Linked DNA regions of Rattus norvegicus: region 1 is linked to region 2. Evidence: chromatin contacts called from public Hi-C data. All regions are on one chromosome and are shown on one strand. Each heading gives the region's core, a stretch centred on a gene start, on an enhancer-like site or on the middle of the called end of the contact. The rest is flanking DNA. Distances are from core to core; before and after follow the strand shown.

Region 1 (4,188 bases), core at 1,657-4,156, 240 kb after region 2:
CCAACACATATGTTACTCTTTTACCCAATCTGGGTGTATAAGTCACACAACGGAGACTTCTGTGTGTAGTTTAGCAACGCAACAAATTCTATTTCCTAGGGGTTATAGTCGAACAGTGTTTTCTTCTGAAGTAAAAGAGTATCATTTGAGAGATTCCTTCGAACAGATCTCCAAACACTGGTGTTCCTTATCTTTAGGAAGAAAATTTAGGGCAAAAGCATCTTCAGTATCCTCCATCTCATACCCCGTAGCTCTAAAATAATTTCAAGGGCCAGTTTTAGGTGTTTCTTTTTATAGGAAGTCACTCTGGCCAGGGAGAGCAACACCATATGCCCGGAACATTGGCTAAGTCAGACCAATTAAGCAGGATTGCTCCTCTGGCCTCAGCTTTGCTACAGCGAATCTTTAGAGCTTGCTTTTTTTATTTATAACTCTGTAAGAGACCAAAACAACCCTGCCTCTGATGAGGGTACAGAGAAGCAAAGCCCAGCCGAGGCACACTCATAACTGGTGACTTCCCGTTGACATATGCGCTGTCAACAGACAGTGCAGCTGTGTGTCGCAGGCTTCTAAGGGCTTGACTGCAGACAGACTTCTCTTGGAGAACGGCGACGAGTGAGCCGTCCCCTCTACAGATTCAAATTCTCTCATGGAACTGCAGGTGATGTGTTGAAGGACAGGATTTACCAGTATTTCTCAGCTGAGGAGTAGTGGAATTTGTTTGGTTGCATGTTGGAAATTTAGAGCATCCAGAACCCGTTATCTCCATTTGAGCTTTAGTAATTTTTATTACTGTCAGTTCCTAAGGATATTAATTCTTCACATCAAAACAAACAGACAAACAAACAAATAAACAAGCGAGCAGGATCCAAAATCAAATTGTCTGTAGCAATTGGGCAATTGCATGTCCTTGGCGTTGGACTGTCCCCTAACGTCTAGCTGTAGCTTCTTCAGGTGTGTATTTTGTGTATTTGAGCAGCAGCGACAGTCTCTCGGTCCATTGGCTCAGCTACCATTAAGGTCTTGCAGTTTGCTCTCCTGCATACCCACAAGTTACTTCAAAGTTCAGCTATAACCCCAAGAATTGGGATAAACGCTTCTTCGGATGGGGCTGTAATGACCCACGCTTACGTTCTGAATAGTGTTCCCCGTGTTTATTGATGTGCTACTTTGTAGAATAAGCTCCTGGATGGTACAATGTCCTGATGTGAATGCCCCTACTATTCAGATCGCTTAGGGCATGCGTCGCATGTGAGTAACGAGACAGTGTCTCAGATATCAAAGACTGAGACGCACAGCGGTGGCTGAGCAATCGGTGGGCCCACTGTGCTTCCTACCCTTGTAAGACTTCTTAGTGCCAATGGACTACATTCTCAGCTCTCACCAAAAAAAAAAAAAAAGTTCGATGTCATCACTATTCTGCTTTGTGTACACACTTCGTGCAGCTGGTTTTTCCTCCTTAAGTCCCTGCATGTGATGGGAAGACAAACACGGATATTTTTAGGAAGTCTGCAATGCTCATTTCGATCCTTTTCTCAAGTGAAGATGTGAGGCCCAGTGATTACATTGTAATTAGTTCTCTGGTTTGTTTTTTTTTTTAAAATAAAAGACATTTATCTATTTAAGAAGTGGTTAAATTTTCTATTAGGATGGCCATATGATTAATATTCAAAGTTTGAACTGCTGTGAGAGGGGATGAGCTAAGTCTCTGTGATGACATAGGTCAACAGGGGTAAAGCTGGGGCTCTGTGGAGCACAGGAGGACATATGGTCACCCTATTTATAGAAGAAGATGCTGCTGACCTATCTTTAGGAGACCATGACCCCTGGACAGTATTCCCATAGCCGTGATGTGTATGTAAGAAGACAGGCGATTCCATCACTGATATAACAGATAAGGGAAGGTAGGGTTGTGTCTAGGTAGATGACTGGCGGTGTTTCTAAGTGGGCATGCTGTTTCATATAGGACCGCTACTGCTTCCTGTCAATTACTTCCTAATCTGAATGGCTTAGCATAGGGGGGCATTACATTATGGGTTAAAAGAATTGGTTAGAAGAGACCAGAAGAAACTCAGGTTTGCTGGGAGGGTCTGTAAATGATTGTCATAGGTCCGTGCAATCAGACCTTGCATATATGTGGAGATGTCAACAACCTGGCTTTGCCTCTGTGACTGGTGGATACCGAATAGACAAACACACACCACAAGGAAGACAGTCAGAACAGGGCTTCTGGTTGGTGGGGAGGAGCATTTCTGGATTTGAAATGCCTCTGAGAAAGGCCATGGCCAAGGAAGTCTGAGCACATTAGCTTGAGCTTTGTTCAGCATTATCTCCCCAGTCTATTCTCAGTTGAGGGATGATAGTTCCCCAGGGAACTGGAATGCTCGAAGGTCCGACACAAGGTTAGCGCTTAAAGAATGAAGAGTTAGTCATCTTTGAGACGAGGAGCTCAAAGAAAGCTCATCTTCGGTTGTCCCAGAGGTGTAAAAGTTTGGCTTTTTAAAATATACTTCTTATCAAGAATGGCCAAAGCTCGCTGGCTTTTCTTTAGGAGTCATGTGGCTGTGAACATCATCTCAGTTTTATGTTAGGGAGTGTATACAGTCAAGAACAGATGACACTGGCCTACGCTATCCAAGGGTGTGGTGAGCCCAGAAAGGGCTGAAATCCAGCTGTCACATGGGGTACCCTCCTATGACCCCAGTGAGATGGTAATGGGGGTGATAATAGCTTCATTTTATAGACAGTAACACCGAGAGGAGTTGGGGAAAGACAAGCACCCCCTCCCCACTGCCTGCACCCTAGTCTCTTCTTGCCTGCTTTAAAACCTGTGCTAAGTCTCCTGGGAACAAGAAGCCCTTCCTCTACTTGTTCTAACCACGGGTTGGCTTTCTGCGTATCTCCCAGCATGTTGCCATTTATGGATTTGGGCAAAATAACAGAATTGCATAGCTGCAGAGTGTCAGACTCCTTCCCCCCCCCTCCTTTTTTTTCTTCCACACTGAGTTTCCTGTTTCTATGGCAATGAATAGGATGTTTTGCACCAAGAAACACTTTAAATGCCACTGGGGGGAAGGTAAGAACCACACATAGCTCTCTACAGAGCAGGAAGGTGAAATGAGATGCTAAGAACTGACTGAAATAAGCAGAGAGGGGAAGCAGGAAGGCTGAGGAGATGCGGAAGGAGGGAGGTGAGAGGTGAAGGAGCAGGTGTCTCGGAGGGGAATATTTGACAATGGCATGGCATCTGAACATTGAGACCTCTGAGTAGTTGCTATGAATATGTAAGTGTCCTTGCGCGCAGTAAATGAGTTTGTTCACTTTAGGGGAGTACCAGGTAAAATTCACCTGGAGACAGAACTCCTAAATGCAGGAGGTATACAGATACAGTCTCTTAACCTAGGACCCATGTGAAGGTGGTTTCCAAGGTGCCTTTTTGTGGTAGGGGAGTTCCAATAGGATCCCCTACAAATGCTGTGCATTCTGGCCCAGCAGTAGGCCCCTGGATTTCAGCTCCCCTTGCCCACAGCATTAGAACTAGAATTTCCCTTCAATCATGAATGCTTGTAGTGTGACTTTTCCTGGGGAGATGGGAACAGATGGGAATTCATGCCACACGGAGATGATAGGCAGAAGGAATGACTCCACTCAAGCATGGCTTAGGAAACCAATGATTTATTGAAGTTACATAGAGGTAGATGGAGAAGGAGCTCTGGACAGGGGCATTGATGACTGAAAGGCAGCTAGCTACATTATCAAAAGCTTTACCCGAGTGTGGACAATGACAAGTGGCAGACAAACCTCCAGAGCTCCCTGCAAGACACGTGGGTGGCGTGACTAGTAGTGCATCTCTTCTTTCCTGAATTCTTACTACTTTTATAAGACTGGAGAGAGGCTTTAGGAATCTTGTAAGTTTCAGGAACTTTCTGAGACATAGAGTTTGCTTACCCTAAGTCTTAAGAAGCCTCCTTCTAGGAGAAAATGTTTTAATTAGGGGGAAATAGCCACATGATATTAATTCCTCAACCCCCTTGTGTTATTCCACTGCTGTAGCAAATACTTAAGGTAATTAACTTATGAAGAGAAAAGGTTTATTTGGGGCCATGATGTTGGAGGTTTCAGCCCATGGTCATTTAGCTCCATTTCTTTTGGACATGTGTCAAGGAAGCAAATGGGTGCCTTGCTTAA
Region 2 (4,290 bases), core at 1,174-3,673:
GCCGGCACCGCCCAGAAGCCAGAGTCTGCGCTCCGGCGCAGCGACCTCCTGGGAACCTCCCTTGAGGGTGCACACGAGTCCACACACGCTGGGTAACGGCCCGAGGGAGCCCCGGTGTCCCCCGGGTGTTGCCGGGCTGGGGAGGAAGCCAGAGTCCCGGCCCCTACTCGCTTGGGATTCCCTTCCCCTCCCCCCGCCCCGCCCAGCTCTCCCAGGGCTGGGTGTGATTTCAGTCCCTAGCAGGGAACCAGAAGCGCGCAGCTGGAGGTGGCAGCTCGCCCCCTTTGCCCGCGCGGCCCCCCAGGAAGCCGGCAGCTGCTCCCTGCGTCTCAGCCCTAGCCTATTTGAATACCCGGACGAGGGCGGGCGGCTTCCTGAGCAGGGTGCACCCGGGGCGCCCTGGGGAGTGACCCCGGGGGAAAAGCAACTGGGGCATTTCGAGCGCGTGAAAACTTCGTGCTTCCGCCGGGGCACGGAAAATGCTAGTGAAACACATTTGAGAGTTCCAGGGGCTGCAGCAAAAAATTTTCCCCCTCAATTGATAACAAAATCGTGAGTGCAGTCGGAAGGTGAAGAGGCGAGAGATCCCTGGTACCCGGGCAAAATGTAAGGATCCCACTGATACCTAATTTCCTTCCCTAGGAAGGCAAGGAACCAGTACGTGGGAAGAGGGGTAGAGAGGGAAGGGGATGGGCACGGAGGTTTCCACACCCTAGTAGGAAATTCTCAGACTGCTCAGACGTCCCAGTGTTTCTGCGTGGCAAGCTGATACCCGCTCTCAGGGGAGATCTCGGCTCCGAGGGAAGGAAGGGCGACCGCGACCTTCCCTACCCGCGCACCCGCAGCGGGGCAGCGGGGCCAGTCCGGGTCGCTGGGCGCACCGCACATCCTTCGCCCGCTGGCCGGCTCCAGACTGGTTTTTCTGGTTCAGCCTCCCTCCCAGGGACGCGCTGGGGGATCCGATGACGTCGCTGGCTGAGTCTCTCCCTCTTCCTCCCTCCCTTCCCTCGCCTCTCCCCCGCCCGCCCTCGCCGCGCACTCCTCCTAGTAACTTCTGTTCGGGGAGGCGCTGCCAGGAATAACCCGGTGCGTCCACAGCCCGGAGGGGAGGCGGCCGCTGCGGCTCCCTCACGCCGACAAACTGCGGCCCGGGTCCCGGCGGCTCGAGCCCCAGCTTGGCCGCCCTGGCCCCCGCCCTGGCTCCATCTCCTAACAGTGTCCGAAAATAAATAAATATATAAATAAAGGCAAGAGGAGCCTGGGCTGGCGGTGGGGATCGCCTCCCTCCCTCCTCCCTCCCTCCGCGCCCGCCCTCCCTCTGTCCTTAAGGAAATGCTACCAGACACCCCCCACCAGACACGCTCAGCCTGGGCGAGGAGCGGCCGCGGCAGCAAGAACAAGGGCATCGGGGGGCTTTCCTCCCCTCCTCCTCTCCCTCCTCTTCCTCCTCCTGCGCTGCTGTGACTTTACAGGTGAGCGGCCGCCGCGGCTGCGAGGATCCCCCCCACCGCCCGCCGCGTCGCGCCCTCCTTCGGCCGCTGTCACCCGGACTGCCGGGAGCTGACAGCCGCCCGAGGGGCTCGCGGCCGGGAGGCTGGCGGCCGGCGGGAGGCGGGCTGGAGGTGAGGGGGTGGAGAGCTGGAGAGCGGGGCGCCGCCGTGCGCTGTCTCTCCCCGGTGGAGGAGGGTCTCCTCAAAAAGAGAAAGAAAAAGGAAAAAGAAAAAAAAAAGACATCTTCGGTGACTGTGGCACAAGTATTTGCCAAGTTGAGTCTTGGACATTGAAGCTTGCCGGAGCTCGAGCAACTTGAAAGGTCTCCTGGCTGGGTAGCAGCCTCCCTCCACGCCTCGACTCTTGGGTACTGGGTGCAGCCCTGGGGTGCGTGGAGGGCGCACCGGCCGCCGGCAGAGCAGAGCGGCGGGAATCTAGGTCCCTTCTCGGCTCGGTAAGTGGCCTCGGTGCCGTGTTTTTCCTGCCTGCACCAGAGATCGAGCTTGTTTCACTTTACCCTGAAATCGCCTTCTCCCAACTCCATCGCCCCCTCCGTGGCGCGCGCCCCCGGCCGCTTTCCCGGTGGCCCAGGGGTAAGGGTCGGAGGGGGCGGGGATGGGGGAGACCTAGGCAAGGGGGGTCGGGCGCATTGGGAAATGCGGGGAATACCCTGGCCGAGGTTCTATGCAGATGAGGGGAGGCTGCTTTGCGTAATGTCCTGGGGGGGGAGGGGGCCGCGCGGGAGCGCTGGAGGCAGGAATGTGCCTGGTTACTAATGAGGGACGTGCACCGGCGCGCACCGCCCGGCCACCGCTGCGGCTGCCGCGGCCGGCGGCCCGTTGTCAGGTAGCGGGGGAGGGGGCGCGGCGCGGGGCTGGGGGCGGCGCGGGCGGGCGAGCGGGCGAGCGGGCGAGCGGACCGCAAGGGCCGGGCCGCCGGCCTGCGGCCGAGCGAGCGCGGCGGAGGCGCTGGCGCTGGGCAATTCGGTGACTCCTTTCTCCTCCGGAGCGAGGAAGGAAGGAAGGAGAGAAGGAAGGAAGGAAGCGAAGAAGGAGGGGACTGTCTCCATGGAAGGTTCAGGCGGAGGCGCCCTCGCCTTGCGGGTGCACCGGCCGCAGAGCAGTTCCAGCCGCCGCCGGCTGGCCCCCGGCGCGTGGAGACGGGTGGGGGCGGATTGCATGCTTGTTTGTGCTTCTGGTCGGGGGATCGGGAAGAAACATGTGTGTTTGGGCAGTGCACCGCGAGGAGCTGGGTCTGCGCCTTTATGTCTGTTCCCTGAAGTGGGTGGAACGTTGGCCCGTTCCGGGAATGTTCCATGACGTGGTGCAGCCACAGGAAGGGGGTTAACGAGGGGCTCTCTGCCGCGGCGGCTCTGCTGGCTGCTATCAAAGCAGATGTGCTGCTGCCGCCGCACCTCTCACCTCCCTTCACCCCCAACCCCCTCCTTTCCATTCTGTGCGTCTGGTGCTGGTAGGGCTAAGACAGGAAAACATAGCTTCTATATGTGCGTGCGTGCGTGTGTGTGTGTGTGTGTGTGTGTGTGTGTGTGTGTGTGTGTGTGTGTATGGTGGGGGTGATTTGTCTGTCGTATTTGGTGGGGGTACGACTCCAGATTAGCCTTGCCATCCCAGCTGTTATCACAGATCGGTGCGCTTTATACGCATGTGCCTCCCGCGTCCTGTCCCTCTTACATAACATACCCAGTGCAGCAGAGGACGGGAGAAAATGCGACCCCAACCCTCTAAGCTCAGTTTGTGTGGAGGCTAGAAGGTCGGAGAGGGTCTCTGGATGTTGTGCTGCAGGGATGCAGCTTCTAGCGGGGGGAAGAGACCGAGGGGAAGGAGCGTTTCTTGCAGTGGCTCGCCTCACTCGCCTACTTGAAAGCATCTAAGTGCAAAGGACTGCAGGAACTAGTCCTCTGAATGCGAAAGCTTTTGACTTGCGTCGCCTAGGGAAAGTGGGCGCTCTCACCTCCGGAGGCACAGGGAAGAGAAAGGGTCTGTAACACAGACGCCAGGAGGAGACCCGCAGTAACGTGCTTGGGCTGAGGGCAGAGGGGCTAGCATAGAAGGGACCAGAGGAATCTCTTGATAATAGGTTACACTGGAAACCCCAGAACACCTGTAATGGCTTAGAATTCACACAGGAAGCTGTGTGTGCAACTGACATTGCAAAACCCTTATGCTCTGCACAGTTATTTAGGCCTAAAATGAACACAGAGAGGCTTGCTTCCGGTCCTTTCATTATAATAGGAAAATTGAACTGATTTTTTTTCTTCTTTCCTTTTCTGCCATTTTAAAAATAACTCCAAATTATTAAAAAAATACTATACAGGTACTTTCTTGCACTCTCAAAGCAAGACTTCAGTAATTCACAGGAGGGCTGTTTTTGTATATATCTTGTTTTCGTCGTCGTCGTCGTCGTTGTTGTTGTTGCTGTTTTTGCCAACTCAGCCCTCATCAGGGCTGTTGTTTTTTTTTTTTTCTCTTCAACAGTTTCTTTTGCGTGAATGATCAAACCTAGAAATTACTTGAAGTATTAATAAGATCGATATTAATAAAAATTTCAGTGATCTCTCTCTGCCTAGCAAAAGGCCAGGGAACTTTATTAGACCCATTTCTTCTAGTGATAAGGATCCCATTTGCCCTTGAGCAAACCAAGTTGTTTTACGTATGTTCATGTATCGTTACATACATACGTGCTAGGATGTGTGAATGCCCGCTTGCTTATTTGTCCTATAAGCACGCCAAAATACAGTGTTACGAATTACCCAAGAGGATTGTATAATGAGCATGCCCG

The links. A called contact is a pair of places that touch in the nucleus more often than the background predicts.
Region 1: a Hi-C map of prefrontal cortex shows a contact between it and region 2, with 3 times the contacts expected there. The contact joins the enhancer-like site here to the promoter of Hivep2 in region 2. A contact is called at or near these places in 7 of 12 Hi-C or Micro-C datasets (the A7r5 cell line, the Rat2 cell line, Schwann cells and 4 more) and 1 of 1 datasets of contacts at active chromatin or transcription factors (oligodendrocytes).

The regions. Positions count from the first base shown.
Region 1 is chr1:10,418,090-10,422,277 of GRCr8, forward strand. No RefSeq gene overlaps it. Among named protein-coding and RNA genes, the nearest start is that of Trnaa-agc27, 53 kb to the right of the region's middle. Within about 2 kb of position 2,907, at least 13 of the 93 cell types and tissues checked have an H3K27ac peak or open chromatin away from gene starts, as enhancers often do. A contact at or near this core is called in prefrontal cortex, where this site is marked.
Region 2 is chr1:10,176,979-10,181,268 of GRCr8, forward strand. Hivep2 (HIVEP zinc finger 2) reads left to right here and starts at 2,424. Exons shown (of 9, transcript NM_024137.1): 1 at 2,424-2,654.